Regions from separate parts of the Rattus norvegicus genome. Here region 2 is linked to region 1. Evidence: chromatin contacts called from public Hi-C data. All regions are on one chromosome and are shown on one strand. The core of a region is the stretch at or near the end of the contact, and the rest is flanking DNA. Distances in the headings are between cores, read along the strand shown.

Evidence for each region. Hi-C and Micro-C count contacts between places; a contact is called where the count stands out from the background.
Region 2: a contact with region 1 is called in a Hi-C map of liver, with 3 times the contacts expected there. The contact joins two enhancer-like sites. A contact is called at or near these places in 3 of 12 Hi-C or Micro-C datasets (kidney and liver).

The regions. Positions count from the first base shown.
Region 1 is chr19:33,839,694-33,844,748 of GRCr8, forward strand. No RefSeq gene overlaps it. Among named protein-coding and RNA genes, the nearest start is that of Trnap-agg28, 260 kb to the right of the region's middle. Within about 2 kb of position 2,193, at least 2 of the 93 cell types and tissues checked have an H3K27ac peak or open chromatin away from gene starts, as enhancers often do. A contact at or near this core is called in liver, where this site is marked.
Region 2 is chr19:33,935,319-33,940,373 of GRCr8, forward strand. No RefSeq gene overlaps it. Among named protein-coding and RNA genes, the nearest start is that of Trnap-agg28, 160 kb to the right of the region's middle. Within about 2 kb of position 2,718, at least 2 of the 93 cell types and tissues checked have an H3K27ac peak or open chromatin away from gene starts, as enhancers often do. A contact at or near this core is called in liver, where this site is marked.

The DNA.
Region 1 (5,055 bases), core at 943-3,442:
TCCTTCAAATATGAAGAAACCATTTTCCATGTACAAATACTTGTGCACAAGTGTGTGTGTGTGTGGTGTGTGTGTGTGTGTGTGTGTGTGTGTGTGTGTGTGTGTGTTATGGTTGTTGCTGTTTTGAGATTCGAGCTTGTTATATTTACATATCTGCTCCTGAATTCGTGGACTCCAAAGATCACCTCCTAAGTGCTAAGATCACAAACAACAGCCCCCAAATCCAGCCTCACCACCTGTAAACTGCTAAGCCAGTATTCCATTTATGACAGAACTAAAGACTGGACTGACATAAAGAATCATTAGGAAAAACATTTCAAATTTCTGTATTGTCAATCCATTTAGTCTGTTCTGAGACTCCATCTACTTCTCCCTCAATTCTGGGCAACTGCTTTTCAATCTAGAATTAATCTTTGATCATTGTTACATAAGGTTCTCAGTGAATAGATAGTGTGACCTAAAGCCTCAAAGTCCTACCAAGAACCATCTCAAATACAAAAAAAAAAAAAAAAAACAGTGCAGAGCCTGATTCCAGCTTGATGAAGGGACGGGTGGCAGAGTAATTCAATAGTGCACATCAAATACTGGAAAAATATATAATTCTGTGCAAATAAATACTTCCTCTTCTTCTTCCCAAAATGAAGTTGAAATCATAATGAGCCATGAAGAGAGAGAGAGAGAACCTTCAGAGTCTGCAGCAGACACCTACAGCCACAGCCTCCTTGAAGAAACCCAATCTTGTCCTGATTCTAAAAATCATGGTCATGTTACATTTCCAGATGTCCATTCTACCGTCTGTAAGGTTTGGAGAAGACCTGCTTCTCCAGATCATAGTGACGAGACAAGGGCTTCTTTACTTCCGTGCCCACAATGGGCAGGTCAAAACTCACCCCCTTATATAAACAAAGTCTGTCTTCTAGAAGGTCCCTGAGGAGTCACAGTCTGGCAAGCAAACAAGTCTGGGAACTCTGGCTTTAATGAAATCAAAAATTAATGCTCCCATTAAATCAGCAAGTAGAAAATAGGCCAGACTCACTAGTGATGCAGTGGGCAGGGATAAATGTCCCTGGGTCATACCCAGCTGGGCCTGCCAGGAAAAGGTTCTGGAATGCCCCTATTCAGCAAGCATCACTGGTGGCTCTGAGCCTGTACCGAGAGCCAGCCAATAGTCATCCAGAGAAATCTGCCCCTGTTGGGCAGTTTAGCATCTTCTCTGGATCTCCTCTGAAGACCTAGCCTGGCCGTGTTGACCACTTACATGGTTGGATTTCTTCAAGAGCACAGATTAGACTCCTATAGATAGGAAGAAGCAGAGGGTCCATTTGGCGCTACTCATTGTGTTAGCTAAACTGTGGGGCCATGATTTCTTTGCCCTGAGCCTGAGGAGAGAGAACCTGCCGACACTCAGTCCCTGTCCAACTGCTATTGAGAAACACTGGCAATGAGATCAGAGTTCTCCGTGCAGAGGTGAACATCTCCAGAACAGTTTGCAGGACACCAATAGCAGAGATTCTCTGTCGTGGGGTGATTCTGTGTCATATGCAGTGGCATGCTGAGTGGATTCCATCATAAAGTTGGAAGGGAGAAGTGTAACGTGGGTGGATATGCCTGAGAGCTTGTGAGCAGGCATGGCTGTCTCTGCCCATTCTACCTCCAGGTTCTTACAGGATGTGAACAGCGAGTTTCGTGACAACCAGGAAAACGTTTGTCCTTGCTTTCACTAATCCAAAGGCTGCAATCTGTAAGCTGCAACAAACCCAGCTAGCATTCAACTAACCACACATGGAATTATACTAAAATGTTCTATGTCAACACAGAACATGTTAGAAATCTCACATTTCCATGTGGACTCTTGATATTTCACACTTGAATGCCTGTCATGAACAGACTTAACACCAGTGGGCTGTATTTTGAGGCAGCCTGATGACGAGGTTGAGTGGAGGTTGTCCTTTGACGTGAGCTCCGCCACCTCTGGCAAGCCCTTCAGTGCCTGGTCTGATCACGTAGACACTAGCATTTCTGAGCATCCTGCCTTAATTTCTTCAGAATTCCTTTGCTAGGCTTATCTCGTGGGTCCACATCAACAAGCCAGCCGGGTGGGCTGGACCAGCACGATGAAAAGCCACTGCACAGAGCAGAACACCAAAGTCTGCGGATGACAGAGGACATAGGTCATGCCCTGGATCAAACCTCTGCTGTCTCCTCCCCCAGTCACCTCAGTAATCAGATCCCTGGCCCCCGGTCTGTTCTGGGGGACTTACTCCCCAGCTTGGTTAGGATGTTTCTGGCTTTGTGCAGCCATAAAGGAATTGGATTTAGCAGTGTTTGGCTTCTCCGTTCTCTTACTGACAGCACTATTTAATGGACAAACAGTTTGTTTTATTTATCTGACAGGGTTTCTTCGCATTGTTTAAGGTTATCGGCCCTCTCCCCTGCAGATCATATTACAGCTTGTGCCGGCTCGACCCTCAGCAGGGTTCACTCTAAATCAGATCCTTATCATTGCCTCGGTGATAAATAGAGGCCTGGGAGCCCACAGCCAGGTTATTTATTTAGTGCCTCTGTGGGTCATGTTTTATACAGACCGGGCTTCTTGTCAGCCCTTCGAGGATCCAGCTTAGGTTGCACTCAGGAACTAAAACCCAAAGCCCCTTAAATAATGTTAACTTAACAGCTGACGTTTTTATGAAATAAGTCTGTGCAAATGTGCAGAGGAAAGGGGACAGCAGAGGCAGAGAGCTGGAGGTAGGTTTCAGTGTGGGAGCCTGGATGTGGTAGGAGGAGCAAGTTGAGAGCCGAGAGCAGGCAGGTGTGTGGGTGGGTGGGTGTTTGAGATGACGTCAGAGGAGAAAGGAGAAACAACGCTTTAGTTTTTTAGGTTTATTCCAAACCAGCAAAGAATATTCCAAGTGGAGTTTGCCTTGAAGAAGTTTAGAAAGAAAAAACACTATGGGTGGAGCACTATGCCCCTCAGGGAGCAGAGAGAGCAGGCTGAGGTCTTGCATGGCAGGGATTACACAGGGAGGGGGAAGGGGGTTATTGTTTCTGAAGAGTACACAGACAAGACCATCTGGCTGGGCTGGGGACATAGAAGCATTTGGCAGAGAGCCTCATCTGTATACTGTTATTCAGAGGCAAGGTGTTCGTGTCATTTATGAATGTCATCACACGCCATCATTTCAATGTCCGTTTTTGTGCACACGGCACTTGCGCTGCTTTGTCGAGCTGTGTTTGACATGTAACTTTGTACATTTGAAATTGTCTTACAGCATTTTGTCTTTTTGAATATGTGAAGAAGAAGAAGAAGAGGAGGAGGAGGAAGAGGAAGAGGAAGAGGAAGAAGAAGAAGAAGAAGAAGAAGAAGAAGAAGAAGAAGAAGAAGAAGAAGAGGAGGAGGAGGAGGAGGAGGAGGAGGAGGAGGAGGAGGAGGAGGCAGGAAGAGGAGGAGGAAGAGGAAGAGGAAGAAGAGGAAGAATAAGAAGAAGAGGCAGGAAGGAAGAGGAGGAGGAGGAGGAGGAAGAAAAAGAAGAAGAAGAAGAAGAAGAAGAAGAAGAAGAAGAAGAAGAAGAAGAAGAAGAAGAAGAAGAAGAAGAAGAAGAAGAAGAAGAAGAAGAAGAAGAAGAAGAAGAAGGGGCAGGAAGGAAGAGGAGGAGGAGGAGGAGGAGGAGGAGGAGGAGGAGGAGGACGACGACGACAACGACGACGACAAGAAGGCAGTAGTAGTACCAGTTGATTTCAACCTTCGAAGTTCTAAAAGGAATGAAGATCCCCCCCTTCAAAGGAATGTGCTTGGCACCTCTTCAGCTGGAATTAGAGAAGCAAGGTGAGAACCTGTTTGAAAGATATTCCCCCACCCCACCAAGTGCTTGCTATCTGAGAAAAAGCTCAGGAGACAGTTTAACCTGATTACCCTTGCAAAGCTATTTCCCCAGTTGCTGCTCAACACACCACCTTGTGCAAAGTGGTACGAGCCCACTTATGGAGAGGCAAATCCTGGCTGGTGAAAGGCCACATGCACACACCACTGCATCACAGACAGGCTTGGAGCATGGCTTTGTGATTGGACAGGGCTCTCTGTGCTACTGTGCTGGCATGGAACCTCTTTAGATGCTGGGTATTTTGGGGGAACTGGGAAGAGTCATTCAACTCATTGCATAAAAACACAGGGCAGGGAAAGATATGTATGAGGGTGGAGGTCCTGACCCGCACCCAGAAGATGCTATAGCTTGGCTTGTCCAACAGCAAGCATGAATGGAAGTCACCTGCTTTTGGAGGAAGATGGGTGGAAAACTGTGGCCACCAAGATAGGGGAAAGAAGTTATCACTGAAGTCCTATGAAGTCAACTAGAAAGCAAGGACACCCTTCATCCTTGTAAACCTCTAAAAGTGATGGTGCTTATGGTTTCCAAAATTATTAAGTCTTGTTAAGAAATGTTTCTACCATCTTTATTAACTTTGTCTAGTAACCCTTACATAGCAGGGATCTAGGGCCAGCCACTATTCTAAGCATTCTACAAGAACAGACCCCTAGGCATCACGCTTTGTTTCCAGGAGCTAAGCTTTCATGCTCCATCCCTGTCTTATGAATCAAGAAATTGTGCAGGTTAGGTAACTTACCTGAAGTCACATAGTGCCTGCATGAGAGTCAAATCCAGGCAGCCTGGCTCAAGTCCATGGTCCTTCTCAAAAGCTCTGGCAGCAGACAGATGCAATGTGTTTGGGATACATGGCTACCTTTTCAGGAGCCATGCTCAAAAGGGACCTGGGCTGTTCTTTGTTGAGTTTCTCAGGGTCTGTCTTTGCCACCAACACCTGTATGCTTACCTCATTGTGTCTGACGATCACTTTTCTATGATCTACTATGGACTTCCATCCATCCTTCTGGTTCTTGCCTTTGCTTAGACAGCATCCTTTCTCTGCACCTTAAATTCCTGACTGCTCATCTGGGCAGGTGAGATTCCTTGCATGCTTTTCTGGGGGTCCCTCGTCTCTTTCGTTTTCTGGTTCCTGATCCCTGGATATCTTGATCCTCCACTGTCTCTGCGCAAATCAGCA
Region 2 (5,055 bases), core at 1,468-3,967, 96 kb after region 1:
GTCTCTCTGGTCCATAATCTTCTTTCTTAAGTCCTGAGACAGTTTTTTTTTTTGACATTACTATATCAAAGTATATTCTCTTAAAAACCTGCCACAACCCATCCTTGATTGTTTCTTGACTTGTTATCTCTACGTTTTCAAGTATTTGGAGTCTAAGGCTTTGAAAAAAAATTATCAGGTATTCAAATCAATCTTTCTGCTCTTTATTGGTAGCACCTCCAGCCTGCTGATTAACTTTTCAATCAAAGCTGCCTACAGCACAGAGGCAGCTGCAGGCAAGAGCTAGAGAAGGAACTGAGCAACTCCCTTGGTGATTCCAGCTGCCCCTCAGTAAATGTTGGAAACGAGCCTCAGTTCTCTGGCTCAGACAAAGTACTGTGACTCAACCTAAATTCCCTTCACTCACCCGAGCTCCCAGAATTCCCTAGAACACACCTACAAGTACAGAGTTTGGAAGGAAAAACAGCCACGCAGAGTAGGACAATGGCATGTTTCCTACGCTTGCAATGTTTGAGTTGATGAATCAGTTCTCAATCTGTGGGTCACTTTGGGGGGGGGGTCCTGTGTCAGGTATCCTGCATATTAGATTATGTTATTAACAGAATTATTAACATTAAGGTTTATAACAGTAGCAAAATTACAGTTATAAAGTAACAACAAAGTAATTGTATGGTTGGGGGGGGAACATGACACAAGGAACTGTATTAAAGGGTTGCGTTGTAAGAAAGTTGAGAACCACTGCTTTAAGAGGATCCAAGTCACTTGAGCAGATAGAAATGTATGTAGTTATCCTTGTATCAGATACCAAGCAGAGAGCTTACCAAGAAAGGCTAAAAGAAAGGTAAAGAAACACAGTCACGGTGGCAACACTATTGCTAATAATAATAGCAGTAGCTAGTGATTGATGAAGATAGTGATGACGACAAGGACAATGATGACATTGGTGGTGGTGGTGGTGGTGGTGGGTGATGGTGGTGATGACGGTATGGTGATGGTTACTATAGCTAGTGATTTCCCAGGAGTACACTATGGACCCAGCCGTGCTGAAATACCTCTGTGACTTTCTTTTGCATGACCTTCCATGTATGAAGGGTTGCTATTTTCCATCTTTTGCAGTTGAAGAGCTATGACCTTGGAATGCTGTCACTGTGACAGGTGCAGTGCTGATCAAGGCCCTATTAGCTCCTGTGACTTAAGTGTCTGCCAGAAGCAGTATCGTGGGACAAGGACTTATCTTGGCTCACAGCCTGAGAGCATTCAGCTCGTCATAGAAGAAATGGTTGTTGGAGCACAGCACCACACAGCGTGACTTAGGGCAGGGAAAGGAAGACATTTCTGTACGTGTCTTATTCCCTCCGAAGCCCCAGGCTGTAGGTGGTTCCACTCACTTTCAAGGTATGTCTCCCTGACTGTATTGGTCTCCCTTAGAGACACACCTGCTGGCAAGGCCAGAGGTCGCTCCCCAACAGTCTTCTAGCTGACTCTACACCAAGACAAGCCAATGATGTAAGGATCCCAAACACTAGCTTGGACACTGAGCTTTCTCCAACTGTAGCTTTCGGGACCACCATTCCATCCTTGGTCCATACACACCGAAGCTCACTACAGACAGGGAAGTTCCCTTTCCAGGTACTTAGAAGGCTGATCCAAAGGAAGAGCTCCAAATGGTCAGAGCTGGTGTTTCAACAGTAAGTGTGTCTGTGATGTGTCAAAGCAATTCTAGGGCACAGACTGGTGAATGGTGGCACTGTGGACTGTTCTTACAGACTTATGCTACGTCAGGTAGAGTGTTCTGCGTGAATTCTTTTTTTTTTTAAGATTTACTTATTTATTATATATGAGACACTGCAGCTGTCTTCAGACACACCAGAAGAGGGCATCAGATCCCATTACAGATGGTTGTGAGCCACCGTGTGGTTGCTGGGAATCGAACTCAGGATCTCTGGAAGAGCAGTTAATGCTCTTAACCGCTGAGCCATCTCTCCAGCCCTCTGCGTGAATTCTTGCTCTGCCATGACAGGCTCACTGGTTTGCTGTGGAGCAGTGTTATAAATCTAAGGTTATGAATACCTGGGGATTCCAAGCCCACCTTGATTACTGTCCCCCCAGCACCCTCCCTGTGTGTGTGACTTGCCTTCCTTTTTCTTCTAAGATCTAAAATATAAAGATAACCTGATCCTTTTAGTAGACAGAAGCAAGAAACAGAAGTGACACCCTGGCAATTCATCTGAAGATTCAGGGCCAAGAATGGGCACTGCCCTTCCAGAAAGTCTGCCTTACTGACCGACAACCTGAGAAATACTTTGAGCCTATTCTGTTTGCCATCAACCCTGAAAAGCCACCCTTGAACTGTCAACGTCTAGAAGGTTCATCTGAGAGAATAGCTGCAGGTAAGTAGCTAACACAATGCTGTCAGTTCCCTGTCCCCATAGCCAGATGGCTGGCTTCCTGCAGCCAGGATGCCACCACCACCCTTTGGGATCTCTAATGCCTACTGACTCGGTCTATTAGTATCAGCAGTTGGGTGACCTCCCTTCCCAGAGTTAGGATGCTATATGATGACTCAGTGACAGCTTGTCTGGGAAAGGGGCTAGTGTGGGAAGGCTCCCCTGTGGTAAGGAGAAAATCCCTCCAAGAGGCTTGGTCTTAGGCAAATACTGATTCCGGCTCCCTTGCTGCTGTCACCTGCAGATGTTGCCAATCTCATCCGTCCGCCCCTCCCCCATTAGCACCCAGAGCATTTTGATCCAGAAAGGTAAAGGTGAGTGAGCTTCTACTGATGACAGCCAAGTTCTCCTAGACTCAAATTTCAGCCTTCACCCTCATTTCTATTCTTGTGATTTCATTTCCTTCTTGTCCCACAGAATTGAATACCAAATACCATTCCCAGGTCTTCTAAAGTCCAATCTCCTAAATGCTTTGTTTCCAACTTACATAAACGTTCAAATTTCCTTTTCCCCTGCTCAAATTTCTGCCAAAGCAGAGAACAGTGGTGAAATTTTTGAAGATAATTAACATATCAGATATCTGTAATAAAGTAATCATGCATTTCTTGGATCATGAGACTCTGGTTAGCTGTTATTAATCGCAAATATTTTCATGTCATTTGTAATACTCTTGTTGGCGGCTGTTTTTCATGCTTGGTGGATTCCAGTTTAAAGTCTCCAGCTCCAGGCACAAGGCCCCTCACACCCCACCTCCACACAAGAGGCCAGACTTGATAGTGTCTTGTTGAACACAGTGGACCTTCAGGGGAAACAACACTGAGGGAAGTAATTATCTATTCACGCTGGGCCGCCTACAAATAAAGTGAGAAAAATCACTTTCTCGGGACTCACATGAGAAACATAATTTAGTTAATATTAAATAAAGGGATTGGGCAACTGGCCTCTTTTTTTACAGTGTGCGCTTATGTGTCCTTGATCAGGGCCTGTTTTGTTTATGATTAATGAATGACTCACCTTGAGCTATGTTCCATTCAATGCGTGCCTCATTATGAATCTGAAGAGGTCGTTTGTGCCGTGGACTTAAAATAAAAACCTCTTTGTACATTCAGAAGGTTAAGAGTTTGACACTGGTGCAAAATTATGGCAGAAAGAACTCAGGACCCTGGGCCCTGGTTGATGGCAGGGTTCCTTCTGAACTTTCAGAGTTGGGAGAGAAACTCTAAGCCTGGGATTGGATATTAAAGAGACTCTTTGGACTGATGGATCTGTGTGTCTGAACTGGACCTGAGGTATTTCATGTCTTTGAGATGCATATGGGGAAAGGCCTTCTCCACTGCTGAAAGAGGGTCATACAAAGGGAACTTCAACCTGCACAAATAAAGTGTGTGTGCCCCAAGTCATGAGGCACAAGTATTTAGGCCAGACCAGGGCTTCATCTTCTCTCCACATTGTCTAACAGCTCTTCTTTTGATGACCCCATTTGTTCCTTAGACCCCTATGTCAGGCTGGACATGGACAGCAGGTATAAAATGCTTGCCCAACCCCAGGTTAGATAGCTAGCACCAAAAAACATAAGTGAATTACAAGTCTCTTATCATATCATCGTAGTGTATTTCTCACTGTGTTTAGATACATTGGTGTGTAATGTGATCTATCAGATCCAATAAAACCCAAGACCTAGTTCAGAGCAGAAGATATATACCAAACAACAACAATGACAACAACAATAAATATAAATGTGCACCCTGCATACTCAAAAGACTAAGGCAACAGAATCACAAGTTTGAAACTATTCTGAACTCCGTATCAATATCCTGCCAAAGAGAGGATGACATCTGGGAGCAAAAGAGGAGGGAAGGAAAAAGAATAAAGAAAGCCAAAAAAACAAACAAAACAAAACAAAAAGACAGGCAAAAACAGAGGAGGGAGGGCTGAAAAGAAAAGGCAGGCATCTCCACTTCCCATTGCAGGTGAGTGTGCGCCCATGCCCAAACATACCTACGAACAAAGATGCTTCGGGGACAGAGGGAGAGCCAGTGCCCAGCAGGCAGAGGGTAAGCCATCGGCCCATGCAGATTTGCTCTGCACTTCATGGGAGGGACCCAAGTTCATGTGCCTGAGACTGGCGCTCATGGTGGGAAGTGAGCTTTGAGACTCTCCATCACTTCCAGCAGTGCCACAGACATGTGGTCTGGCCACCTGTGGGCCCCACCACAGCTCAGTTAATGATTTTTCCACAGGGGTCTGTGCGCTCACTTGTGCATTCAAATGAGAGCTTGTCACACAGACATAAAGGCTTATGCATGAACAGGGTTTGGCGGTTGACTAAGGATACCCACTTCATGGTAGACATAGTTCATTAGTCACCTACCCAACTTTTTATTAAGGCCAGGTTATTGCTTTATGTGTGAGAGAAACTGTGTCCTTTGATCACAGCCGTGGAGATGGGGATAAAATAACAGCAGCTCCCAGGCCAGAACCTCAGCCCTCACTGCTTCCCTGGCTGTCCCACCTTGACCAGGCCATCTCCTCTCAGCCTTCAGTGCTGTTGCTACAAAACGAGGCAGTTTTGGACTAGGCAGGCCTTAAAGTTATCCCTTATGGTCAC